Regions from separate parts of the Mus musculus genome. Here region 1 is linked to region 2. The links are chromatin contacts, called in public promoter capture Hi-C maps. All regions are on one chromosome and are shown on one strand. Each heading gives the region's core, a stretch centred on a gene start, on an enhancer-like site or on the middle of the called end of the contact. The rest is flanking DNA. Distances are from core to core; before and after follow the strand shown.

The links. Promoter capture Hi-C pulls out the DNA fragments that hold promoters and counts their contacts.
Region 1: a contact with region 2 is called in a promoter capture Hi-C map of hippocampal neurons, with 2.8 times the contacts expected there. The contact joins two enhancer-like sites. A contact is called at or near these places in 9 of 39 promoter capture datasets (the 3T3-L1 cell line, 3T3-L1-derived adipocytes, the HPC-7 cell line and 5 more), 1 of 115 datasets of contacts at active chromatin or transcription factors (astrocytes) and 2 of 9 other capture datasets (embryonic stem cells and embryonic trunk).

Annotation. Positions count from the first base shown.
Region 1 is chr2:72,423,772-72,428,507 of GRCm38.p6, reverse strand. All of the region lies in intron 16 of Map3k20 (mitogen-activated protein kinase kinase kinase 20), which reads right to left. Among named protein-coding and RNA genes, the nearest start is that of Gm39847, 38 kb to the left of the region's middle. Within about 2 kb of position 2,092, at least 45 of the 459 cell types and tissues checked have an H3K27ac peak or open chromatin away from gene starts, as enhancers often do. A contact at or near this core is called in hippocampal neurons, where this site is marked.
Region 2 is chr2:72,037,087-72,041,338 of GRCm38.p6, reverse strand. The region is part of intron 3 of Rapgef4 (Rap guanine nucleotide exchange factor (GEF) 4); the gene reads right to left. Among named protein-coding and RNA genes, the nearest start is that of Gm29940, 16 kb to the left of the region's middle. Within about 2 kb of position 2,203, at least 83 of the 459 cell types and tissues checked have an H3K27ac peak or open chromatin away from gene starts, as enhancers often do. A contact at or near this core is called in hippocampal neurons, where this site is marked.

The DNA.
Region 1 (4,736 bases), core at 843-3,342, 390 kb before region 2:
AATAGTTGAGATAGTGGTAGATTTCCCAAACAGGAGGAACAAAACTCCAGATATTAAAAAGCACAAAATATATCAAACTGTAAAATTCTGGGAATTCAGAAGAATTCTGGGAATTCTTCTCCCCCTCCCCCTCCCCCTCCTCTTCTTTAATATTCAGTTTTTTTCCCCTACCAAATTAACTGGAGCCATCAACACCTCAGGGTCCTTCAGAAGGAAGGTGACCCTCAAATGAGCTTTTCTAGATTAGTTTTACTGAAGAATATGGAATTTTTTTTTAAAAAGGGCTTTCACATTGAGCAACAATCTGCATGTAATGAAAGCACAGATCTTTTAGCTGCACAGGTCACTGAGCTTGACTAGTGTCTATACCTGTGTAGCCAACCAAGCAGGCAAGACATCTACAGTCCTTCAGAAGCCCCTTCCCCAGGCAAGCCCTCTTCATAGCAATCAAAGGCTGCCCCTGTTCTCTTTCACTTCACACAGACTAAACTTCACGATGTCACGTGTATACGCCCAGCCTCAGGGTTTTGAGATCTATTTATGTTATCTAACCCCTATAGTCTTACTCTGTTCTAGAGAGCACGGTTCCCATTTTATGGATAAAGAAACTGAGGCTTAGATATCTTACAGCCAGCCTCATGGGACTGGAATCCATGCCCTAGATACATCAAGTTCAGTCTTAGAGCCACTAGCTTCTCCAACCCCCACCTGCTCCTCTCTTCCCATAAATGGAGAAATATAAAAACCACCAACTGTGGGAGTACTTTAAAATATAAACTAGAGCGGTCAGAATAAACTTTCTGAAAAAGCAGAGCCGGGAGAGAAAGATGCAGCCATAGCAGCTGACTGGCTTTTGCGAAGCAATCCCGGATTAAAAACAAAACCCACAAAAATAATATTGGCTACAGCTGTATACAAAGCAGGGAGATGCTACTGATGGAGGTCTCTGAAGGCTCCTTTACATGTGTCACCATTATCCAGCTCAGCTGCCAGAACCTGCTGTGTCAAAGGCAGGCAAGTGGCACGTCCTGCGATAGCACCTGGGTTATTTACCATTAAGTATAACCCCGCCACGCTGTATTTTATTATGCCGTCTTTAGAAGGAAGAGAATACAAGTATGGTTAATTTGCTTCTCTTCTTTATCTATACGGTGTCGTGACCCATCACGGCTTTGTCCCACGAAATTGGTTTTTTCCAACCCAAAAGAAATCCACAAGAAAGTCTCCCTAAAAATTCCATTAATAACCTCCTTTCAGCGCGCATAGGTTGCAGGGTCTGGAACTAAGAATGTTTTAATCTCTTCAGCAAAACAATGTCTCATAATGATGTACAGGACTACTGCCGCCCTGATGAAGAATCATACATAATTCAGCACCTTTCCCTCTGGCACCACTGTGATAGCCTCATTAGCCGCGGCTCACAGTGTCTGTCAGATGGTGTCCATGCGAACGCAGGCATTATATTGTCTTTGAGATGTGCAGCTGCTTCCGTGACACTGCCAGTATATAAAAACATGACGCCAGTTTGTTTTATTTAGTGCTAAACCTTCCAGTTTGTAAAAACAAGGCTGACACAGAGCCTGACATGAGGCAGTGAAAATAATTAGCTCTCATTTTCTCAGCCTCCTATTTCCTTCTCCCTGCTGTGTTCTCTTTCCACTAAACCACCACATGTCAGTCGAAATGGGAGGCAATTAGTGGGCTCATTTCAGTCTCCACAACTGTGCTGAAAAGAAAGTATTTATGATGGCACAATGAGCAGCTGAAAGATTAAATAACATTTGCCTTTTGAAAAGAAAATGACTTCTAGCTAAATGGGCAATTTTTGATTATTCTCAAACAAGCTTAGAGTAGTTGGTTTTTAAAATACAAGAAAGGAAAATGAGTCATTTTTAGGTGAAAGAATCAAATAAAACTTGACACAGTAATGCAAATAACTGATGTTTTATTGCAAAATATGTAAATGTGTTATACCCTTAACAATGGCTGGTGTCTAAGGTCAGGGCAGACTGGTGCCAAGGAGACACCAGTGGAGATAAGGTTGTTATATCGCCTTTTGGGGGGTTGTTATTGGAGTTACGTATGAAAAGGGGCCGTAGGGATGACGGGAAGTAAGACACACCGAGCGAGACACACTTTCACAGGACACACTAGGCTTGAGTATCTAAGGTGGTTCGGATATTAGTTAACGGCTTAGAAAGGGCTTTACAAATTTTGCATTTGGAATTGGAAGATAGTTATCTTGTAAAAAAATGAATAATTAGTTTTGCTATTGATTTCCCATTAATTAAGAATATTCTGTGTCGGACTAGGTTCCTAAATGAATATAGACAGTGGCCTGGCTTACCTAAGTGCTCATCTGACCCTTTCAATACTGAGACATTTGCTGCCTTTAAACTTTTACTCAAGATTCTCAGGATATAAAAGTAGCTACTTGTAAAGTTGTCCTCCTATCCCATGACGAGCAGTAGATTTATGAAAAAGCCCTGACTTGGGGGCGGAGATACGCACTCTTTACCATTTGAGCCATTTTCAATCCAAATTCTAACATGCAGGATTGGGAGAGCTGTCGTGTGTCCTTGCGTTCCAGTGCTTTTAATTTTAATGTAACGAATGTGTCTGTTTTGGAGTTTGTTATTCTCAAAACCTGTAAGTGACCTTCTCAGTACAAAGCTTACAATGGTACCCAGAAACTTCTAAAAGCAAAGACCTCTGTCCAGATCCCAAACTGTGCCTGCTGTCTAGGAATCGTCAACTAGAGTGACCACAGAGGGTTTCAGAAGACAGGCACGGATTTAGATTTTCATATCCCTGTCTCCAGAAGTCTATTTTCACTGCTCACAAATCTAAATCCTGCCTTTTGATTCATACAATATGGTCAGTGTGAGACAATATAAGTCAGTGCTGATTCAGAAGTCAGGTGACCATGGCTAAAAGGTTAAAAGGCTAGAGTGGTCCCTGAGCTCTGGTATCCTGAAAACCAGCACCAACATGTCTGTATTAAGCCTGTGTTTGCTCACATGTGCGACATACATCACTGTGGGCTATTTTTAAAGGGATACATAATCCCAAGGAAGGCTAAAAATGACCCAATCGTGTGCTAGAGGCAGCTCTCCCAAGTGGATTGTTTTTTCTTTTTAAAATTTTTTTAAAGATAATTAATTTATTTTTATTTTATGTGCACTGGTGTTTTGTCTGAGTGTGTCTTTGTGAGGGTGTCAGATGCCCTGGAACTTTTTTTTTTTAATTAGGTATTTTCTTCATTTACATTTCAAATGCTATCCCAAAAGTCCCCCATCCCTGGAACTTTAGTTACAGACAGAGTGAACTGTCATATAGATGTCAGAAATTGAACCCTGGTTCTCTGAAAAAAACAGCAAGTATTCTTAACTGCTGAGTCATCTCTCTACACACCCCTACACACACACACACACACACACACACACACACACACACACACACACGCGCGCGCACACACACCCCAGATGAATCTTTTCACAACAAAATTCAGTGACCTCAGGCTGACAACTTGCAATCAGTTGTGGCAGAATATTTACACCACCAAAATCTGGAAATGCCACATAGTGTGTCTGTTTCCTCTGGTTGTTTGGCAATCCCTGGCACTTGGGCATGTATGAGTGGCTGTCAATCCATCAGCAGGCACATTGCCCAGCTCAGCTCTGGCACTATAGGTGGCTACCCAACACTGGACGGGGCACTGCTCCACTCTGTAGCTGGAAGTCAGCAGTGAGTTATACAACTGTAAACTGCATTTGCTTCTGTCCCGTTGGTTAAAACTCACATTTCTTTCTCTTTTTAAAAGACGACTTTATGGATGTATGGTTGACATGTCAAAGCTGGACATGCTTAAAGTGAATGCCTGGGTCAAACTGAAAGCTGTCACCACAGTCTGTGGCTACTAAGTCCCCTCCTGCTAACATTTAACTTAGATTTCCCTTGCTTGTGAAATTTTAAGTCCCCAATCTAGTAGTGATAGACGCTGTGCTATGCTGTGACTCTCTAGCATTTGCTTTCTTTGCAAATCAAGTCTTGTAGGGTTTGGCTAATCTTTCTGTTTCTTCCTGCCTAAAACCTGTATGTTTCTACCCTTGCAAGCTTCAGTATTTAGTTACATGTACAAAGATGGGCGGGTGTGCACAGCCCCTCCCCCATGATGGGGCAAGGACGCCCCTATACTGAATTTATAATAAATCCAATTTCCATCAGAGTGGAGAAAAGCTCTGCTCTCAGCTGTTCTGGAATTGGCAGAAGGCAGTGGCTGTATGTGTGCACACAGAATCCTTTTCTTGAGACCCTGTTATTTTAGCCATTTTGTCTATCCATTTACAAAAACTATACAATAGTTAAAAAAAAAATCCCTATTTGATAGTTTCTATTTATAGTCCTCCAAGGAAGAGTCTGGTGACTCAATTCCATGTATTAAATGCAACGTTTAATTAAATAAAGTCCTCAGGACAACACAAGCAAGAGGTAGAGGTAAAGGTAGTCTAACAGTCAGAGCAGGAAAAGACTGACCTGCCTCTGGGTGGCAAGGATGCAGCCAGGTGCTCACAGGACAAGGCGTAGGCAAGAAGGGGAATAAAACATCCAGGGAGAATCCTTCTGAGACCACCAGCCTCCTGAGGGACATTGCTAACCTTCTCCAAAGTCCTCCTCACTTTCTCCTGCATCTCAAAAGGAGATCCGAAGCAATGGCCATTTGAAAAGGGTTCCTA
Region 2 (4,252 bases), core at 954-3,453:
GCTCTCAGGTAGTCATTCTGTGGGGAAAGTTCCGAGTGAACCTGGGTAGAGTCCAGCTCCCCGCTGGGCCTGCCTTCTGACTCCCTGACTTACCTAGGGCTGTTAACGCTTTGATAAAACACTACAGCCCAAAGCAACTTGGGAAGAAAAGGCTGTCTTTCACTCATAAAATCCTTATAACCATTCATCATGGAAACCAATCATGGCAGGAACTCAAACAGGGCAGGAGCTGTTGCAGAGGCCATGGAGGGCTGCTGCTCACTGACTTGCTCCTAATGGCTTGTTCAGCCTGCTTTCTTATAAAACCCAGGACCACCAGCCCAGGAGTGATCCCGCTCAGAACTGGCTGGGTCCTCCGGACATGAATCACTAATTAAGAAAATGCCCTACAGGCTGTCTACAGCCCCATCTTATGAGGCTTTTACTCCAGAGTTCTCTCCTATCAGGCGACTGCAGCCCGTGTCAAGTTGGCATACAATTATTCCACACAGTCCCTGTCCACATGTATACCTCAGTCTGCATGTACCAGTTTCTAAACCTGCCTGAGTCTTTGCCACACAAAACTACAGCCATCTTAGATGCTGGGACCAAACCAAAGGATGCCAACCAGCCTGTGGTGACAGGCACCAAACAAGAGGCAAAGGAGGTCCACACAGAGACAAGAGTCAGGCAGAGCTGATGTGGAAGGGGCCTGAACCTTGGCAGATCTAGATTACACTGCCTCCATGGCTTTGGCTCCTCTCAGACCTCTGTGAAATGGTCACAATGCCTTTAACAAGATCAGCAGCTGGAGAGATGGCTCAACAGTTAAGAGCACTGGCTGAGTTCCTGAGTTCAGTTCCCAGCAAGCACATGGTGGTTCATGACCATCTATAAAGGGACCTCATGATCTCTTCTGGCATGCAGGTGTACATGCAGATAGATCACTTGTATACATTAAATAAATAAATAAATGTTTAAAAAAGATTAATAGCAGAACACATCTTAAACATTTCTGTATTGGGGGGGAAAGCTACCGTGATACATATACCATAGCATGCCCGACGAGGTCATTGTGAGAAATTATAAGAGTTGGTTCTCTTTTTCTAGCGTGTGGGCTTCAGGACTTGAACTGAAGTCACCAGGCTTGGTGGCAGTCACCTTTACTGGCTGAGTCAGCTTGCCAGAATTAAATAGATAAAAAATAATACAATATAATTCCTAACTCAGTCACATCGCCACGCATGTATAGGTTTTCTACACTTCTAAAAAGCAAATTATATTTTTGCCTTTATTTAAACAACAGAGAACCTCTATAGTCGTGTTGTATTAAGCTTCATCTAATGATGGCTTTCAACACTTAAATTCCAAGTTTCTCTGTCCCCCAGTCTGGATGTCAAGTGGTTTGAATGATCTGCAAAACACTTGAGCTCTCTGGGGGAGCTTGTATTCAAAGAAACCCTCCTGACAATCCTGCTGTAAATCAAAGAATCCTTTTGTACTGCGACTAATCACCTCTTAATTTATCTGCTTTGTGCATCTGCATTGTGGCGTTCTCACATCTTAAAGCAGACATTCTCGCCAGAGCTGTCTCACATGTGTTCATACGGACACTGTGAAGTGGTCACGGTGGTAAGAAGGCCAGGGTTACATGTCACAATGTACGATCATGGTCCACTGAAACCTGGCCTGCGCAGATGATCTGGGGACATGAGCTGTGTCTGTGATGAACTCATGGAAAATGAAAAATTATCCTGTGATTCTGAAGAGTTATCAGACCTGTTAGCTATTCAGAATTTATTCATTTCTGTGTCATTGAGTCAAGAGTTAACAATCTTATTTGTGTTAGGTTATCTTTACGTGTATAGGTAGACTCAGAAGCATAAGTTCTTTAAAAGCTGATGTTTTTACAGGGTTCATTTCCAGCCTATACTTGCCACTAGGTTTCAAAGCTCTTGCATTTTGCTTCCTGAGCTTGAATTTGCTCCTGGAATTTATTGAGTTCTCTAAGCGTTTTTAAGTAATCAAATCAAATGGAACCCAATTTCAGAGTCTGTCAAGGCATCCAACTGCACGTGTGTCAAAAGGATTTACTGCCAAGCAGGAAGGCAAGATACTTCTAAGTCAAATGTGTTTTCTGGCAAGCGGCAACGGCAAGGCCGGTTCCTTTCAGAGCGTGTCCCTGGAATCGGCTTGTCGGGCAGCCGATGGACATCAGGCAAGCTCGCTGGGGCTGGCTTGCAGAGCACGGCCTGGCACGGGCATTTCTAACCAGTGCAGAGCTGAACTGGCCAGCACTGTGTCACCCGGACAAAGAATACTCAACAACAAAACTACATGTAGGGTGAGTTGTGCAGAATGCCAAGTCAACTAAATATCCATTCCTAATGAATAGCTCAGCCCCAGCCAGAGCTCCGGCGGGAGTCAGCAGTGACACCATCTGCAACCAGCTTGCCACCTTTTACGTTTTCTGGGCTTCGTAAAACTGTTCAGAAATGTGTTCAAGTAGTGTCTCCCAAAAATGGTGATGTCACTGAAAGGAAAGCGAACAGAGTGTGTGGCCAAGTGAAAGAATCAGGGAGAGGAAGCGGGGGAGAGGGAGGGAGGGAGGGAAGGAAACACACAGAGGGGGGGGAGCGAAAGAGGGAGAGAGGGAGGGAAGGAGGGTGGGGAGAAAGGGAGAGAGAGCTGTACTTCAAATTTAATAATCAAAACTGCAATGAACAAAGGCATCTGTGTTGTAAAAGCAAAGGCAGGGATGACTAAAGGTTTTCTATTTGACCTTAGAGAGAAAAACAGCAAGAGGTCTTTTTTTCAAAACCAGAGTAAAAATTGCCAGATAATGGCACAATGACAGATGAGGGGGTGGAATGAAGTGGAGACCAAGGCCAAGTGCAGCCCAGAATCTCTGCTCCAGTGAAATGGCTGAACAAAATTTAAACTCCTGCAGTTTCAAAATACTGGGCTGCAGTTCCTGGTTTTCATGTTCTAACACTGCCCTCTTGTGACCATTGCTAGCATTGCAGGTATGGGAGCCAACAGCTCTCCAGTCTAGGCAATCAACTTTTTATTAGTTAGCAGAAAACACCGGGACCCTGCTCATTCAAAGCTTTGTACTAAGTGCTTTATATACAGCGAGTAGGACCCACTAGCCTCAGTTCATAGCGTATCTAACTGTGCATAGCCATACCCAACCCAGCTGCTGGGTTTGTATCAAATAAAGATAACAGTGAGTGTTACAGGCTTTAGTGACATCATAAAGCACCATTCTCTATTTTGAAACATGAAAGTCAGTCAGTCTTTAGGAATTGATATGATTGGAGATTTCCCTTAGTTTAGGTGTTTCCAGAATTGCTAAAAAAGCATACATGTTTCTAGGATTTAAATATTTGTTATACCATAAATTCTCCTCACCTATAAAATCTGCAGGGAAAAGCAAGGCCTTGTGTACACACACACACACACACACACACACACACACACACACAGAGAGAGAGAGAGAGAGAGAGAGTTGAGTGCTGTTGTCTAATATAGTAGGTATATATGCCTACTTTAAGGTTTACTATCATCATCATAATCACCACCACCATCATCATCACTATTGCTATTATTTGTGTGTATTGTTTTGAGGGTAAGATGTCCCTGGAGATGCAGACAAAGTGTCACTGGGGAACTGGAGAGACTACTCCTAAACAAGATGCCTGTTGCCAAGCAGAAACCTACATGAACATGTCATGTCGGACACCATTAGACATGGATGCTGCCTGTAGGCACACCCCCTTGTTGGCTGGTCAAAGTTCTGTAAGATAGCAAAAAGAAGGGCCAAGGCCAGAAGGCTGTCTGAGAAGCTGGGAGACATGTCTCTGATGTGAGTGCACATTGCAGCGAGCTTGGTGGTGAGGAAAAATAAGCATGGAATAAAAACACGAAGATAGGCGTGAGGGTTTGCAGGTCTCTAAAAGCTCCAGGGCACAAGGAGTTGCGGCTCTGCATTTCCCAGGATGCTGAGGACAAACACGGTTGTTACAAAGTAGCAATGCGGGAACTGGGAACAAGAGCATCAGGTCTTGGGGAAGGTCTCTTGGTGGGAGGTGCTCCTGCTATCCAGAGGCTTACTCTCTCCCAGTCAGGTTGCTCTGGAAGCCTTCAGCTTGGGGGGTCTTAGCTGCCCAGAAATCAAGGCCACATAAGCAGGATGTGGCTCTGGGGTCCATCAGAAGTAGGAAGAATGTAACTGCTTGAGAAATGAGCTATGCAGATCTCAATGGGATTT